Regions from separate parts of the Gossypium arboreum genome. Here region 2 is linked to region 1. The links are chromatin contacts, called in public Hi-C maps. All regions are on one chromosome and are shown on one strand. Each heading gives the region's core, a stretch centred on a gene start, on an enhancer-like site or on the middle of the called end of the contact. The rest is flanking DNA. Distances are from core to core; before and after follow the strand shown.

Region 1 (5,663 bases), core at 1,300-3,799:
TAATTTAAAATATTATAAAACAAATTAAATAATATTTAAAATATTAAAAACTAATAATATATTTGAAAGGTCATATCTTTAAAATATTTAAATATTTTATATTATTTAAAATATATATTTAATATTTAAAAATAATATTCAAAATTTTAAAAATAAATTCAAAATTTTAAAAATAAATTCAAAAATATATATTTAAAATTTTAAAATTAATATTTAAAAATAATATTTAAAATTTTAAAAATATATATTATAAAACATTTCAAATATATATTTCAAATTTTTAAAATTAATAACAAAAAAATGAAATAAATAAACAAAATAAACAAAATAAAATAAGACAAAATTAGAGAAAAGACAAAAGTTAAAAAAAAGTAAAAATAAAAAAGAAAGAAAGAAGGTGGCATGGTGTAAGGTATGGTGACGCCATTTAAATTACTGTACCAAAAAATAAAAAATTATTTTGAAATTCTCTATTTTTTTAAAAATTATAGCACTTTTATTATATTTATACAGGTGACGCCATTCTACATGGCTCTACTAAAAAATTAATTTTTTTATATTTTCTGCTGACGTGACAAGTTGGTGGCGCCATATAATTTAGCTCCACCAACTTTTACCTTAAATTTCAGATATTTTAATATTTAATTAAAAAATAAATCATTTTAATAATTAATTAATTTTTTTGAGTTATTTTTATAAAAAAACCTTGAAGCATGACCATTGAGGTGCTGCTGCAAAAGCAGCCTCGCAGATTCTGACAGCAGAGACACGTCTTTTCTTTTGCATGGGAATGGATGTGAAAGGAAAGAGACATGTAGGGATAGCAGTGTTACAGTTGTCAGGACGAGCTCCTTTCTCTTCCAGACAAGACACAGCACTATTTTGGACTACAATTTCCTAAACCCTGCTTGGGCCTTTTCAATTGGGGAAATGCTAGTCTCACTTTGTTTTTAGGGGAATACCAAAATCCACGCCACCCGAGAAACAACCTCATAATGTAAGAGTTTCAACTTTTACATGGATTGGCTGGCTTCATCCTTGAATCATGGAACAATTTAAAGGTCTTAGTTGATGAATAGAATACCAACCGAAAGAGTATTATGAAAAATTCTGTACAAGGTGTCAAAATGCATGTCTTTTTATAAGTAAATTAAGATTATATTAAAATTCTTTCTAAGAAACACTTTTGAAGTTAAAATATTACTAAATAATATACTTTTTTTAGAGAAAATACTTTTAAACCCCAAAATGCTTTTAACATAAATAAAAATTTTAACTTCTCTCCAAAAGTATTTTTATCCCAAAAATACTTTTTAGAAGCAATGTTAGATTAGCTCTTAATCTCTTTACATTAGATTAGAGACCAAACTAAAATTTTATCCATTCTATTAATAAAAAGCTGATACAGTTGACAAAATAATTAAGTAGTTACATGTGCACTCATTTTAACATATGAAAAATAATTTTAATAATAGAAATAGTTATAATTTTAATAGAAAAATTAATTTACTCTTTACTTTAATATCGTAGATTAATTTACTCATTTAAAAAAAACAAAATATAATCTAAAGAAAGCATTTTAGGAAAATCAGCATATTTTCAGACATCCCCGACCCTATTGAACTCAAGGATAGAGTAGTGGGACACCTTTCCCAAGGGCTTTTCTATCTTCACCACAGTACTAAGAATATATCACTGAACATCTTCAATACACCATTAATCAAACCAATCAATTGAATACATCTTCAATGCACTATTAATAAAATTAATCAATTGAATCAATTAAATTAAAAATTGATCACAATAAATTTACTAACAAACATTCTGCGTTACTTTTGCTAACAACCACTAAAGAAATAAACAGCAGAATTCTAGGAAAATAGAATAAAATTGCCCTACTCTCTTGATCATTTCAAGTATAAACGATTAATATCTTCATATATTGTTTCATAAGATATGATCATCCAGATAATGCACCTTCCTGACCTACAATTAGTCTCCATCAGTACCAGAAGAGTCGGTCAAATCAGAATCGAATTCTAGATCGTCAGCATCATCTAGAGGCTGTTTCCATTCACCGCGAATCTCTTTCATCAATTCATCATCACTTTCCTCATGTTTCCCTGACAACTTCCTCTTCAGAATCCCTTCAAAGATTGAAGGCATAGCATCTTCATCGCCGTCAAGGAACTTCTGTATTCGCCTTTTCAGCTCTGCAAGAATCCAATTTTGCAAAACGTTACTATTCCTAAAGTACCTCGTGAATTAACCAGAGACTAAGTTGGAACATTGGTTTACCTTTGTTACTAACGTCGTCGTTGTCGTCGCCGTTGGTAGAGTAGAACCTGATTTGAGAGCGAGTCAAAGCGGCGAGTGGGTAGGACGAGGGCTGCTTGGAAAGTATGAGGTTTAGCAGAGGATAGTTTAATCTGCAACCAAAAAAGGACATCTCCAAGCAGAGCTTCTTTCAATTTAGGGTTTTATTAAATAAAGTAGTATTATCTTATACACCCTATCAATTTATCGGTTTTCAGTTCAGTTTGGATTTAATTAAATAAAATTATTTATATTATATAAAAATTTAAAATTTATTAAAATTTATAAAATTTGCTTCAATCATTTACTCCTGACTCAATCGATTTAGAACAGCTCACTTGAAAACCAATTTAACTTTTTTTTTTTATCAGCATAGCAAATGGTTCTTAACTTAATTGATACGGTCGATTGATCTAATTCTAACAATAATGCCAAAAACAAGTCTAGCATAATGTCATTTGTTGCATTAGGCATAAATGTGTCGATTGAAGTTGATATTTTAAGAGTTTGACTTTAAAGTTGTCACCTTCAAAGATTGACTTTCACTTTAGAAAATGAAAGTTAATGTAAATGTACCGACTTCAAAATTTAAACTATATCGCTAAATAATTTTGGTACTTAATTATTTTGTAAATTAAAATTTTAAACTAATATATATAATTTAAAAAGTGGATTAAATAAGAACAAGAAAAAGGAATTGAGAGAGAGTTGAATTATTATATCTCTTTTAGGGTGATATCGGTTCGGTTCGGTTCGATCAGATTTTTTAATCTTTTTAAACTGTCCATCATAATTTGGTTTGACTCAGTTTGATTATCGATTTTTCATATTGATTTTTTGCTTTGATTTTTAGATTTATTTTGATAAAATGAAATTTATTTTATGGCTTTTGAATATTTTTGAGAAAATTTTAAGATTTTTCGTATAAAATATTTCTCAAAAACATTATTTTTCAACAACTTTTGAATTATTTTCACTAATTTAAATATAAAATATTTATTTTATATAATAAAATAAAAATCAATTATATATTAAATAAATAATAATAACAAAATTTAAACGTATATTTACCAAATATATCAGTTTGAGTCTATTTTCGATTTCAATCACTACAACATTGTATTTTCTTAGATTCCTTTGATGTTTCTTTCCTTGGTTTTGATAGGGTAGTGTTAAGGATCCTATAGATTTGTGTGGGCTGACCTTCTCTTTCAACAAATCATTCCACGATTGAAAAGGCCCAAACAGGGCTTAGGAATTTGTAGTCCAAAATGGTGATGGGTCTTGTCCGGAAGAGAAAGGAGCTTGTCCTGACAACTGTATTACTGCTATCCCTACTCGTCCCTTTCCTTTCGTATTCATTCCCATGCAACAGAGAAGACGCGTCTCTGCTGTCAGAATCTGCAAGGCTACCACTTTTGCAGCGCCACCTCAATGGTCATGCTTTAATGTTCACTCCTCTCACCCTTGCTTTTCTACTATTTGCTTTATTTCTACTAACCTAATCTCTATTTTGTCCCGCCTCGTACTCCCCATTAATAAAATCATAATCGCTTATTTCACCCCAACTTTATTTAATTTTTCATTTTTTTAAATTTATTTTATTTATCAAATCGTTTATTATAGAATTTAAAAATTTAAATTCAGCTATTAACATTATTACAAATTTTTATGCAACATATTGAAATTTTATAAAAAAATATTTATTTGATAATCATGTAACGAAAAAATTGACAATTTAATAAACTTGAACTTAACAAAGAATTTTAATAATGTTGTCAATTTTAAAAATTACATAAACATTTTATTCAAAATAAGGTATTTAGACTAATTAATGAAAATCAAAAGTTAAAAAGTACCAAATTGTGTCAAATATAAGTATAGAGATTAAATTTCAAATTTGAGCATAGTATGTGAACTAAAATTAAAAATCAACCATTGTTTCAAAAAACTAAAGGCTATGTATTTGGACATGTCCACAACAACATTTTAATTAAAGTGAAGTATTTAGACTGATAATGTTGTTATAAATGTTGAGTTGTTTAATTATGTCAAAATTAAAATATAAAGATTAAATTTTAATTTTGAGTATGATAAAATTAAAAATATTTTAATTTGAATGAAGTATTGGATTAATTATAATATTATAAAAATTGAAGGAAAAAATAAAGTTACAAATTTGAGCATACCAACAAAAGTTGAGCCATTCTTTAAAAAAAAAAAACAGCAGCTTTTCTTGTTTATTAAAGAGTATATATATATATAATACTAATTTGAATAATTATAATACAACATACCAAATAACATAAATATGATATGAATAAAAAAATTTAAGTATTTTTTGTAAATATTGATTTTTAAAATATGAATAATATATAATTTTAGTCCTTCAACTCATTCATTTGTATTCAGATGGCCCTTAAATTATTTGTTGGATCTTATTGATTTTTTTGTAAATATTGATTTATTAAAATATGAATAATATATAGTATATAATATATTATCGATATTAAGTGTTAGTGATGGTGCCTTATTTTTCTACCTATTTCTTTATATACTCACTAAAATTAATTCATAACAATTGAGAAAATCTTTGAAAAAAAAAGAGAAGTTATAAAAGTCAACAACATAAATTGGAAAAAATTAAGAAATAAAAAACTGTGAATGCAAGACTCATTTTAACCTTAGAAAAACAACATTTCAATATTAGTATAGAAAATGAAAAGCTTATTTTATAAGATAGTTGTGTAATTATTGTTTTCCATAGCATTAGTACACATAGTTGATAGGTGTAGAATAATAATAAATAGGTAAATATGCAGCCAATAATATTAATTTTGATGATAAAAATAGGAGATGCAAATAATGTTTGGATTTAGGAAGAAGCAATGATGTAAAATTTCAACTCATAATTCAATTCGTGTAATATTATAAAATTTTCTGAATCTGAAGAAATTCAAGTTTTAAGTAAGTATTTGAGATGTAGCTCGCAAGAGTATTTTTTTTTTTTTTTGACATTTTACTTGTAAATTTGTTTGTATAGGAAATTTTATGTATGTGTGGTGATGTGATATATTTTTGGCTTTAAAACTCTATATTATCACCTTAAATAAATACTAAATACCCCCAATATTTTTCTTGCCTTTGGTCCTCCACTCTAGAAGAAGCTCTCTTTTTCTTTTCCTTTCTTTCATACCTTTCATCATTTCCCCTTTAAATTTACACCATTTTCTCTTTCATTTCTTTAAAATCTCACACCCAAGGACTATCATTCTCTTTTTCCATCACCACCACCTAGGGTTTGGTATTTAGTGTGAGAAATTATAGAAATGAATTGCATCCATTTT
Region 2 (5,663 bases), core at 934-3,433, 150 kb before region 1:
TTGCTCTTTAGCTATATAGTTGACTTAATTATTTGGTTAATGGTCCATATTTTGTAGCAAGGATAATATAGTAAAATTTACTTTTAGGTAATATTCCCTTCTGTCTACTAAATATTTGAATCTTACATTCTAGCTAAATGAACTAAATCTTACATTCCAACTAAATGAATCAAAGAATGTAATCTCACATTTCACTTGTAATTTTACATTCCTGTTATTTAAAATTCAACGAACCAAACACCCTAAATTGTAACTCATTCCTCATGAATTTATTACTCTAAAGGCTCATGAAAATAATGAGAAAATTAACACTTATTTAGTGTAAGTGTGAGTGTGAGATATAAAAGTGTTCTTTAGTTAATATGATAAAAACATAAATTTTTTCTTAAAAATTCATTATTACCCTATAAATTTAATCACTTTTAAAATAAATCAAATTATATAAATGCAAACTATTGTAAATGTTGCTTATTAATAATGATCCCACATCTTATATTAATATGTTTGATTAATTTTATATATGAATAATTCTTTTCAAATTACAATTCTTAGTTATTGTATAATTTTTTTTTGTTCCAAACAAATTTCTTAAACTGTGTGCAGAACAATAAAAAAATATTGTACATCACAAAATACTATTTTCAATATATAATATAAGTTTTTTTTCTTTTTGGAATGGAGTGATTCTTCTTATACCTTTAAATACAACAATTGCACATTTGAATTATATAATATTAGAAATCAAAAGTTTATATGATATATTTTGCATTCAGACTTTGAAGTAAATAATTATACTTTTAATATTGAATAATGTTAGTATTGATACAATATATAAATGTTAAGGGTTAAAGTTATTATTATATCAATTTTAAAAGTTGCCAAATTATTTTTTTAGTAATTTAATAGTTGATGACCAAAAAAGAAAAATTCAAATAGTTAATTAATCATTTTGTAACTTTTATAGTTGAACGAACATAAAAAAATACTAATAGTTAAATGACTACCGATGTAGTTTATCCATTTTATAATTACATTTGAATTGTTTCATGTCTAAATAATATGATTAGTTAATTTTATGTGTGTTAAAATTTTGAGAAATTACAATTGTTTTGGTGACTAATTTGAGAGAGAAATATTTTTGGAAAAATGATTGAGTAGAAGAATGTGAAATGAAGTTACAAGATGCAGAATGTGAATATTAGTAGGCATGATTTTGAGGAAAATATCCTTTGTGCGTCTATACTAACTCCTCGGCATTGTTGAGGTGGGCCACCAATCTCCCCGCAAATACCTTCAGCATGTCTATCAGCTACCACTTTCAGATATGTGAAAATGTGATCTTTCTCAAAATCATTTCTTTTACATTTACTTGTCTACAATGAGAGGTTCATCCAAGCTGATTTCAATGCAAACTTGCCCCATTTTGACTATCCTTGCTACAACAAACCAAGGGCCCTACTTCAATGCATTTTCCTCTCTTCCTCACAGAGAAACTCCATTGTCCTACGTCTATTCCTCAAGCTTGAATGAATCTACCTTCTTGCCAAAACCTTAACTAAACTAAACAATGAAAACACCCAAAACTCAAATAATTGGACGACAAAAAGGGCAACATTGATTATTTTATAATTAAATATAATTATTTATGGTAAAAACCAAGATTTTTCACATGTTTACCATTACTTCTCGTTTATGGGTAATTTAATTAGAATTTTGATTGTAGGCACAATATTTCTTTTTCTTTTCTTTTTTTTTTCCCTAAATACTGATGGTTGACAATTTTATTATTCACCATTGCGTTACATTTGATACAGTAGCGCCTACTAAAGCCGAAAGTTGCAGAGGGCAGGGCTGGCCCACCTCAGAAGCTTACTTAATATTATAATTAATAACCTTCGTTAATACAATTTATTATTACATAAATTTAAAATAAATAATAAAATCAAAGTTTATTATTTAGGTTTACTAACGGAACAGAACATTTGGATTGATATGAAAGTATCGAAATAAAAGTTCATGTACATTTTATATCTTTTAAAAATTTAATCCTTATTATTTAAATTATATTGCTATCAAATAATAATTATTTTATTTTAAAAGTGATACTAACAAATTAATAATAAAAGAAAAACAAACTTAAAAAGATTAAATTTGTAGACTAAATTCCAAATTGGTGTAACCGCTTGTGCCCCCTTTTTGCTAAAGCTCAATATTTGGCGCCTACTTACTTCACTGCTCTCTATCCCTCAATTTCCTCCAAAACTTTAATTTAGGTTTCTTGACGTCCATTTTCAGTTTTTTTGAGTCCTCTCATACCAACTACACTGACTATTCATAATTGCTGCGACTCAGCTATGGCCTCCCAAACCCACATATCTCTCGATTTCCAAACTTGTGTCTTTAAGAAAGAGAAAGTCTCCCTCGCTGGTCACCACGAAGTGGTTTTTTTTTTTTTGTAATCTCATTTGGAGAATTGATTTGGGTTTTTTTTTTTTTTTATAGTACATTGTGAGAGGAGGAAGAGATTTGTTTAAGTTGCTGCCTGATGCTTTCAAAGGGATTAAGCAGATTGGTGTTATTGGCTGGGGCTCCCAGGTACCAAACCAAACCCCCAGAATTTTATTTTTATCATTTTTTTTTTGTCTTAGGCTTTATTTTCGTTTTATTTATATATGGCCATTTATGACTTCTCCACTCTTGTATATATATTAGACATTGCAATTCGTGTATGCATGGAGTAAATATAAATATTATTTTATCCTGGAATTGAATTATAAAATATTTGGTGTAATTTTATTTTGTATTCATTTATAATTCCATCATTTTGGAAAAAAAAAAATTCATTTGATGGCCTCTAAATTTGCCTCTGGTTTGATGGCATCGTGTGCGTTGTGTTATGTTATATAGCTTTTGGTTTATTAAGCAAGTGGTATCCATGTATTGTTGTATAAAAATACTTTGCATCTTCACTCAACTAAAGAAAGAAATGGTATTCTGCTTCTTGTAATAGATATTGTTGCCCCAGCAACATGGGTTGCTGTTTATATCTTTCATATTCTTCATTATGGTTTCATGAAGTACCCCTTTGTTCAATGTATATCGGAATGTAAGTAGAGGGATAAAATCTCCAACTTACTAACTGCTAACAAACTTCTTTCAGGGACCTCCTCAAGCTCAAAATTTAAGGGATTCTCTTGCTGATGCAAAATCTAATATCATTGTCAAGGTGATCTCTTTAGTTCAGTTACGTTGTTATCAGCAATTCAAATAGCGGAAGAAAATGGTTGTGAATATAAATCACAACAATAGCGGCGAATAATGGCCGCAAGAATAGCGACAATAACATCCCGCTATTCTCATTTTCTGGCTTTCATAACGTTAAAGGAAAAAAGATGGCGTTTTAAGCTGGAAAGAAAATAAATTAATGTTACTCAAATTCTTAAACATTTCAAGCTTTAGCCTTTTTACGTGTTTTAAGTTTTGGTTTTTTAGGTGCACCTGCTAAAAAAACCTAGAATGTTAAAATAGAAAATAGAAAAATTTTATAATACGTACAAAAATTTAATGGTTTTATTTTTTATTTATTTTAAAGATGTAGGCATTTACATTTATAAAATATAATATAATATTTTTGAGAAATATTTAAATAATATAAAATTACAGGTTGGACTCAGGACCGGTTCTCCTTCTTTTGCTGAAGCTCGCGCTGCTGGGTTCTCTGAAGAAAATGGCACTTTGGGTCATATGTGGGAAACTATTTCTGGAAGTGATCTTGTATTACTCTTAATTTCTGATGCTGCACAGGTTTGTTTCAATATAATATTTCTTTTGGCTAAACTACTAATGAAAATAACTGGTTGGTCATTGGTCTTACTAATTATATGATTTTTCTTGCGCAAAGAATTGAATTCTATGTGATTTTGCAGGCTGACAATCATGAGAAGATATTCTCCCACATGAAACCCAATAGCATCCTTGGGCTTTCCCATGGCTTTCTTCTTGGACACTTGCAATCAATGGGCCTTGATTTCCCAAAGAACATTAGTGTAATTGCTGTGTGTCCTAAAGGAATGGGTCCATCTGTAAGGAGACTTTATGTTCAAGGGAAAGAGATCAACGGTGCTGGAATCAATTCTAGTTTTGGAGTCCATCAGGTATTTTTTTCCTTGTCTTGCTCCGTTCTCTTTTCTTTTCTTTTCCTGTTAAGGCATTGACTAATTTTCTTTGTGCACAGGACTTTGATGGTAGAGCTACTGATGTTGCCTTGGGGTGGTCGGTTGCCCTTGGATCACCTTTCACCTTTGTTACTACTTTAGAACAGGAGTACAAGAGTGACATCTTCGGGGAGCGGGGTAAGTAATTTACCATGCACTTCTGCGATCAACTTATATGCTTTTTCTTTTAGCTTATTGTGCTTTGACAATCATTTCTAGGCATTCTACTCGGTGCTGTTCATGGAATTGTGGAGTCTTTGTTTAGAAGATACACCGAAAACGGAATGAACGAGGATCTTGCTTACAAAAACACCGTTGAATGCATTACAGGAATTATATCAAAGACCATCTCAACAAAGGTTGTCCATTGTGTCCAATTTCTTCAACCTCTTATATTTCCTAATCTTTATCTACTTTTCTCTTTTGCTCTACCATGGTGCAGTTGGACCTGTTAAATGTTTGCATTTATTTACTGTATTCTATTTTTTTTTTCCTTTAATAGGGCATCTTGGCTGTGTACAATTCCTTGTCAGAAGAGGGAAAAGGGGAATTCGAGCTTGCCTATAGTGCATCTTATTACCCATGCATGGATATACTGTATGAGTGTTACGAAGATGTAGCTAGTGGAAGTGAAATCCGCAGTGTTGTTTTGGCTGGGCAACGATTTTATGTAAGTATTTTCTTTAATCAACTGTTGATACTTTGACTTGTAATGAATTCGAGTTTCTCATTATTTGGAATTTAAAGTTGCACATAGTTATTGTTATTTAATTTATGGATTTATTCACACTCTGGACCAGTAAGATTCATTGTGTTTGGAATTGTTGTTGAAAAATAAAATGTGAAATAATGCTTAATCTTTATTAACCATGTACATCCATATATATACAAGTATTTACAACTAACTGCCTTGACAACTAATCCCTAACTACCGGCTAATAATTACAACAAACTCTAACACTCCCCCTCAAGTTGGAGGTTGAAAAACATCCTTAACCCCCAACTTGTACATTAAATTGTTGTGCTGTTGGGACCCTAAGGCCTTAGTCATGATATCTGCAAGCTGATTTGTAGTTGATACATGCTCTGTCCGAATAAGCCCATCCTGTATTTTTTCTCGTACAAAGTGACAATCTATTTCGATATTTTTGTACGCTCATGGTAAACAGGATTTGCTGCAATCTGTATTGCTGCTTTACTATCACAACACAATTCAACTGGCTTCAAATTCTGCACTCCTATCTCTTGTAACAGTCCTGTTAACCACACTATCTCTGCTGCCACAGTAGCCATGCTCCTATACTCGGCTTCAGCTGAAGACCTAGCCACTGTAAATCAAGGAACTCCCCAGCATGATGCAATAACCAGTGACAGATCTTCTCGTCATTGGGCAAGCTGCCCAATTAGAGTCACAAAACGCAGCAAATTTTCCTTCATTATTAGCCTTGA

Evidence for each region. Hi-C and Micro-C count contacts between places; a contact is called where the count stands out from the background.
Region 2: a contact with region 1 is called in a Hi-C map of leaf, with 3 times the contacts expected there. The contact joins the promoter of LOC108484082 here to the promoter of LOC108485712 in region 1. A contact is called at or near these places in 2 of 5 Hi-C or Micro-C datasets (both in leaf).

What each region holds. Positions count from the first base shown.
Region 1 is chr7:98,080,379-98,086,041 of ASM2569848v2, reverse strand. LOC108485712 reads right to left here and starts at 2,549. Exons shown (of 2, transcript XM_017789562.2): 1 at 2,299-2,549; 2 at 1,761-2,213. The coding sequence starts at 2,449. The coding sequence ends at 1,993.
Region 2 is chr7:98,230,324-98,235,986 of ASM2569848v2, reverse strand. LOC108484082 (ketol-acid reductoisomerase, chloroplastic) reads left to right here and starts at 2,183. Exons shown (of 10, transcript XM_053031067.1): 1 at 2,183-2,414; 2 at 2,503-2,595; 3 at 3,161-3,226; 4 at 3,664-3,804; 5 at 3,927-4,154; 6 at 4,235-4,352; 7 at 4,434-4,573; 8 at 4,717-4,884. The coding sequence starts at 2,355.